Linked DNA regions of Mus musculus: region 2 is linked to region 1. Evidence: chromatin contacts called from public promoter capture Hi-C data. All regions are on one chromosome and are shown on one strand. Each heading gives the region's core, a stretch centred on a gene start, on an enhancer-like site or on the middle of the called end of the contact. The rest is flanking DNA. Distances are from core to core; before and after follow the strand shown.

Region 1 (3,688 bases), core at 833-3,332:
AGATTGAGCTGGGTGTAGTTGTGCACACCTTTTATCTCAGCACGCAGAAGGCAGAGGCAGAGGCAAACAGATCTCTGTAAGCTGGAGGCCAGCTTGGTCTACATAGTGAGTTCCAAGCCAGCCAGAACTATGTAGTAAGAACTGGTTTGGGGGTGGGAGTTAGGGGGAGTGAAAGGTTGAGATGAGAATCTAAAACCATTGGGTAAATATGAGAGAGTTACACCAAGAAGAGAGCTGAGTCGGTATATGACTGAAAACTCTCCCGAAGACACCATATTCATGCAAACTCATGGCAGCATGCAGCAGCCAAGAGCTGTAGCAGGTAGCAGCACCAGACTGCTGTTAAATCAGCCAATGAAGGTCATAATGGATTGGCACCACACATCATTAGCAATAGCCTTGCAGTTACAGACGGGCACACGAGAAAGTGCAAAGGAAAAGGAGGGAGGGGATGTCCCAGAAGGGTCTGCCTTAGAGTCATGGTGCCCTAGAATGAGTGGCAAGATACCACGTGGATCACCAACTCAATTCAAACTTCTGCAAGAACGGAGGCTTCTGAATCCCTCCCCTACCAACCCAGCTGTGCTACCTCTTGTTCAGATTCTTCCACGAGCCAAAACAGACGCTTAGAACTGTCAGGAGCAGACAGCAAGGGGCCAGATTAATTCTCAGTGAGCAAGGCTCTCGAAGCCCAGGGTACCACTGTCTATGGGCGTTCCTCAAAATCAAAACCAACAGAAACACTCCCCATAGATTTGACCTCCAGCAGATTAAATTGTAACTTCGTTTTCTTCTGAAATGTTTTCTGCACAATCCAACAAAGTCAGAAGGCTAGCTCTCCTCTCCTACCTCTACCCACACAACTCTTTCACAGACAATTAGCTTGACTAGCTAGTGTGGAGTTACTACATCGAAGACTATTGTCTGTTTGTTAATGGGGTAGGGGTGTTAGTTTGCTTTATTTCATTTCTTCTTTGTTGAGTGAGACATGATCTCCTGTAGTTCAGTCTGGCCAGGAACTTGGTAGATAACCAAGGCTGGACTTGAACGCCTGGTCCCGTCTCCTCCTTCCAAGTGCTGGGGTTATAATTGTGAGCAGTTATGCTGGGCCTGAGAAGGACATTAATTAATTAATTAATTAATTAATTAATTTATTTGAGCATGTTGAAGTGGTGTCTGCACAGGTACACAGACAGCAGAGGGACTCCTGCTGTACAGCCAGAGAGGAGGAGGTGACGTAACAAAAAGTGAACATTATTCAATTCATCAAACAGCAACGAATCCTTTGTCAGGGAGCCAACAAGATGGCTCACTGGGAAGGGGTGCTTCAACCAAGCCTGACAATCCAAGTTTGATTTGGTTCCCACAAATTGGGACACCATTTGAATCCCCAGGACCCACATGGTAGAAGGAGAGAACCAGTTCCCAAAAGTTGTCCTCTGAGCTCTCCATGTACCCCACAGCATTTGTCTACCCCCACATACAAAGTCAAGACATAAAAATATCTTTAAGGGGACATTTAAAAAAAATCTTTCATCGAATGATGTTAAACATTAATAGTTCTTGTCTTCAAGAAGCCTAAAAGCATCTTGTCTGGGCTACTTTGTGTACTGTGCTCAGTGAAAATTTAAAAAGCATTCCTATTTATCAAAAATCAATGTTTCTCTTCATTAAAGGGGCCTAGCAGAAACAAAAGCACTCTTTCTGCTGTATTGTTTGTAGTTGATGTTCATTAGACAATACCAGGCTCCCATTAACTCAAGAGCCCAGTGACTGTTCCCAGAGACTGAAGATGTTCCTCCCTACATCTGATTTAAGGCAGCTATCTGGATCTCAATTATTAATGAAATTAGGGTCCTGAATGCCAGCAAGAACATTGCCTTAGGTAAAGGCTGTAAAGGAAATCATATTAGCTTGGAATTTCCTCTCCTCGGGGGCCCCCTCTTAAATTGCATTATTCACTTAGCTGGCTCCTGTAAGGGAGATGGAGTCTTGGCCATCATCCTAGGGCAGATCCAAGTGGAGAAGCTTGTGGGGTTCATGAAGGCATTAATTTCCAAACCTGTATGTGGTGTTCATGTGTCTTGTCCAGTCGGATGTTTACAAAATAGCAGCACCAAGGTTACCACACATGAGCAAACAGGAGAAGAGGGTGGAGGGGTGCTGAGAGGTGCAAGGTCAAGCAGTGTCCCCCGGCTCGCCAGCCTGCCTGCCCACCAGCCTGCCTGCCCACCAGCCGGCAGCCATCGCTCTTCTCTGGTACCTGCCCCAGAATAGGCAAGTGCGATGATTCTTCTGTGGTCCTGCCTCCTGGTGGCTGTAGTAGGTAAGTCCTGTGACTGATTCTGTCTTGACTCTCAGAGTGTGGTGTCCACACTGTGCTGGGAACACCTCAGATCTCTTCCTTTGGGTTCATGATCTGTTAAATGCTAGTCCTATGGAGCTTTGCAGAGACCAGCGATGTGTCTCTGACACTCCCATTGCCACCTCCGTTTACACAGATGAAAAGTCACTCCAAAACTTACCTTTGACGGGAAATTTTTCTCTTCTGAAGAAATCCAGCTCACTCCAGTGATTTACATTAAACTCGGGGCAATCTCTTTCAGATATGTATAGATAATGTGTTCTTAGGATCCCAGATAGCTTTGGCTTCTTTATAAAACTTTAGCAGAGCAGAGAAAGAGTCCCATGGATTTGTCTCAGCTGGGTATCATTTTGATATCACAGTGTTTGACTCCAGCTTTGCAGAAACTGCAGAAGTGGCCAGTATATTGCTAAAGCTTGTAAGTTTTAAGTACGTGATTTCTATTAAAATACTTTAGATATTATGTGTGTTTTAATGTATGGAACGATACATCCATGGTGGTATTAACTCTACTGACTTGGACTGTTTTAGTTAGGATGCAGTTGATTTTTTTTTTAAATGTGGATAAATCAAGGATCTATGGGTTGTCCATACCCACACCTGGGTATGTGTCACTCTTTGTCTTAAAACCCATTCTCTAATCTGGTAATGTATCCTTTCATTCATCCCAACTGTACTTAAAGAGACAGAGAAAACGGTTTCTGTTGGTGGTTCCTAGCACGCTAGTTTTGTGTATCTTACCCTTATACCCTACCTCTTTGAGGGCTCTCCTAGAGCTTGGGTCTGAATTCTCAAAGTTTAAAATGAACCCAAAAGTAAGATGAATCAGTTAAAAAGACAAAGGAATTTGTTAGCTAGAAAGCTGGACATTTACAAACAAAGAAAGAAAACACTGGAGATGATCCCTCCCCCCACCCCCATTTGGTAGAGAAGAAAAATAGCCACAAAATTCCTGGACATTTAACTTCAAGGATAAAAGCTTGTCTTAATTATAAGAGTAAAAGAGAGGAAGTTTCATTAATGCCAAATGGATTCCTTTGCAGAAAATAACCATCAACATGAAGCTAAGATAAAATAGAAAAATGAAGTCAAGAAGACCGGGGAAATTCTTCTTACCAGCTTTTCCCTCTGATGTTTTGTACTCTGGTTGGATTTTGGTTCTCACTGGGGCAAGAACAATGTTTTAACGGGGTCTAATGGCAGGGGCCTCCTCAGGAATGACACGGAGGACATTTGTGACCAAGAATCTGGCACTTTACTGAGCACTGTAGAGTTGACCTGTAACTGTGAGAACAAAGTGTTCCTCTGTGCTGAGAGTACGCT
Region 2 (3,450 bases), core at 671-3,170, 1.6 Mb before region 1:
TTTAAATAGCAGATGATTTTTGAGATAGTTTTAAAGTGTTTTTCTTGATTTTTATTATAAAAGAACATTAAAACATTAAAGGTATTTTGTCCAGTTTCTTAACATATAATAAAATATAAGTGTGCTACTACTATTTAATATTTCCATTTGATTATTTTTACTTTTAACCATTATATTTGACTAATAAAAATTTGGCTTAAAATATTTTCTTATGATAAAAATAAAAACTGGAAGTTACTATAACCTGGCTATTTTTTTATTTTTTTAAGTGTCATGCTATATGGAATCCAGGTGAATTCATGGTGTACCTGACTCAACCTCCCTACCTAGTATCAGCATTAAGGTTATATTCCAACAAGTCTGGCTGTCAAGTGGCTTTTTACCTATTAACCACATTGATTTGTAAAGTTTATGAATTATATTTAGAAGCTTTAGTTAGAGTGGATGATATGGAAAGGAAATTAGTAATGTGGGACTCAGGAGATCATGGCTTAAACATGGCTTCAGCAGGCCACTCCTATCTTATGATAATATGAAGTGGAATTTGGTCTAGAGAAGTGGTTTTCAACCTTCCAAATGCTGCAACTCTCCATTACAGTTCCTCATGTTGTTGTGACTCTCAACATAAAATTATTTTTATTTCTGATTCATAACTGTAATTTTGCTACTGTTATGAATCAGGATGTAAATATCGGTGTTTTCTGATGGTCTTAGGAGACTCCTGTGAAAGGGTTGTCTGACCCCAAACGGGTCATGACCCACAGGTTTGAGAAATGCTGGTCCAGAGGATCTCTTAGATGAAAAATTCCTCCTCTATTCAAATAAAGCACATTTATGATTTTATTAAAAATGGTCTATGAAATATATAACATTAGTTGGCTCCAAAAAAATCTATCTCCACTTTTTATCATATAGACAATTGGTCTTTTCTGTGTATATTTTCTAATATAAGAATAGGGCACCACAAGGAATTTGTATTTTTAAATTAGGCAGTATCTTTTTACCTGGATGCTTGTAAACTTGTAAATTTTCATTCCATCAAGTTACATGTTTGTTTGAGGCAGGACCTATGAAACCCTGGATGGCCTAGAACTCACTCTGTAGGCCAGGCTGTCCTTAAGCTCTCAGAGAATTCCAGCTGCTCTGCATAGATTGCTAGAATTAAAAGAAAAGAAAAAACAATAACAAAATAATGGGGTGCTGAATCTCATTTTTTGTTATTTTTGCTTCCAAGCAGTGTTTGTTATTTAGGTTCTCAAAGATACTTGTTAAAATAATAAAATTATGTACTGTGATATGTATTTATGGTCTCCTGTCTGTGCTTTATTGTGAGAGAATGCTTTTCATAAAACTAATGAATATCACCTTTAATTTCAGCACTCAGGAGGCAGAGGCATGTGGATCTCTGTGAGTTCGAGATCAGCCTGGTCTACAGAGTGAGCTCCTAGACAGCCAGGACTATACAGAAAGACCCTGTCTTGAAAACCCAGCTCAACGCAAACTAAACCAAAAACAACGCCCCTCCCACCCCAAACACCTAATGAATGTAAAAGAAAAGGGATGAGAGGAAAGGGAAAAGGGTGAGCTATTGCCTGCCAGTCTAAATTGAAACTTCATTCTGTCTGAATCATTTCAGAGGAGAGAAGTTGTACAATGAACCCCTGAATCTGGTTCCATGGACTTAGCGGCAGGTGGGGGCAAATTCCAATAAGGAATGGTTAAGGAGGGAGGCTATTATTGGTCCAATTTTAATGTCAAAGGTTAGAGTTGGTTAGGACACTTGCCATAGAACTGAGACTAAGTTAGTGTTTTGAGCCCCGCCTCTCCTTTTCCCTCCCCTCCAGTCCCATTTGATCTCAGAGCCAGGGACAACCCAGGCTCATTATTTACTTAATCAGGCCAGTGGCTGCAGATTCAGAAATCTCAAGACCTGAGTTAAGAACTGAGTTAAATACTATTTCTCAACTGTTTCTGCGTTTCCTCAGCAGCCTTCTTGACACCGCAGGGTTCTTCCTGTGGCAGTGTACCATCGCCCAGGTAGGGGACTCCCCTCTACCCGTTCCTTTCCTGGGCCACTTACCAGTCTGCAGTTGGACTGCTGCGCCCGGGGCCTGAGGATTATAGCAGGCTTCCAAAGCCTCTTTGTGTGATGCAGGCAGCACACCACAGGGGAGAAGTGAAAGCAAGCTTGTTTTACCAACCACAGGATTGGTGTACTCATCGTTGTGGGAACAGCCAGTGTTCAGTCAGCTAATGTGACGCACTGGGGCAGGATTCAGCCCAGAGATCTGATTTGTCCTGGATGCCTCAAAGGGTTTTTCTCTATCCTGAGTTTTCCCAGCTGAAAACCACTGCTTTGTATTCGGATGCAAATGTTTGGTTCTCCTATTTGCATTCTGGGGAACTGTCTCAAACCCTGTGGTTTTTGTTCTGTAGCTTTCTATTATAGTTACTACTTCAAGGATTTATTTTCAGTGATTGGTTAATTATAGAACTGCCAGAAATGGCAACAATATGCACAGTTAATTATAAAGTTATTTAACCATAGTAACTTATATAGTATGCTGTATTGTATGTAAGGCAGCATGCTAGGTGCTAGGAGTGGGGAGGTATAGCTAGACTTTGTATTCAAAGAATACTGCCAGGAGAGGTTGTAAAGTGCACTGGCCTTTTATCACACAGGACAGCAAGATAAGGGCCACCAGAAAGCTCTCCGAAGTTGTAGCGAGGAAATGGGAATTCGGTGCTTAAGAAGCAGGTGACCCAGAAATTGGAACTTGAAGGTTGAGTTGCATATGCAAGTTTCATCTGAAGGAGATGAGAAATATCCTAAGTGAAGAGAATAGAATGGTCATGAGACTAGGGAGCAATCCAGCTAGGCTGGAGTGAACAGCTAGGGTGGGCTGAGGGCCATACGAGGTCTTTAAGTGCCTCGCCTGCTCAGGTAGTTTCAACAATTACAAGTGATTTGTGATTGAATGGATGGAATTCACATGGAGGAATGAATGATGCAGCCAGATTTACATGTAGGAGATTTAATATTCACATTATTGCACTGGTGGAAAAGCATCTTCCCCGCTCATCCAGATAAATTAGAATCTCTAGACCTGATGAGAGCTGGAGGCAATTGTCTGAGGTCTCTAACCCTTAAGATGGTCCAGTGGCTCCAGGAACTCATCTCACTAAGTTTCTCTTTCCAGACTTCAACTGAGAGGCTGCCAAGAAAGAGTCAAGGGCCTGAGTTAGGCAGCAGGAAGTGACACATAGGAAGGAGAAGTTGAGGTACCAGGGCTGAGGAAGATGGGCTTCGGATAGGAAAAAATCTGTAGTCCCAGGAGAGAGACTGATGAAGACAGAGTTACCCGTGCAGAATTTTGAGCCTGGGGAATTTATATGTAAGCCACAGAGTCATCTTTTTTTCAAATTTCCCCTACTGGCCTGTGCCACTGG

The links. Promoter capture Hi-C pulls out the DNA fragments that hold promoters and counts their contacts.
Region 2: a contact with region 1 is called in a promoter capture Hi-C map of hippocampal neurons, with 4 times the contacts expected there. The contact joins the promoter of Bco2 here to the promoter of Htr3b in region 1. A contact is called at or near these places in 5 of 39 promoter capture datasets (the 3T3-L1 cell line, cranial neural crest, embryonic stem cells and 2 more).

What each region holds. Positions count from the first base shown.
Region 1 is chr9:48,963,384-48,967,071 of GRCm38.p6, reverse strand. It overlaps Htr3b (5-hydroxytryptamine (serotonin) receptor 3B), which reads left to right and starts at 2,082. Exons shown (of 9, transcript NM_020274.4): 1 at 2,082-2,326. The coding sequence starts at 2,287.
Region 2 is chr9:50,553,608-50,557,057 of GRCm38.p6, reverse strand. It overlaps Bco2 (beta-carotene oxygenase 2), which reads left to right and starts at 1,920. Exons shown (of 12, transcript NM_133217.3): 1 at 1,920-2,037. Il18 (interleukin 18) reads right to left here and starts at 2,358. Exons shown (of 7, transcript NM_001357221.1): 1 at 2,081-2,358.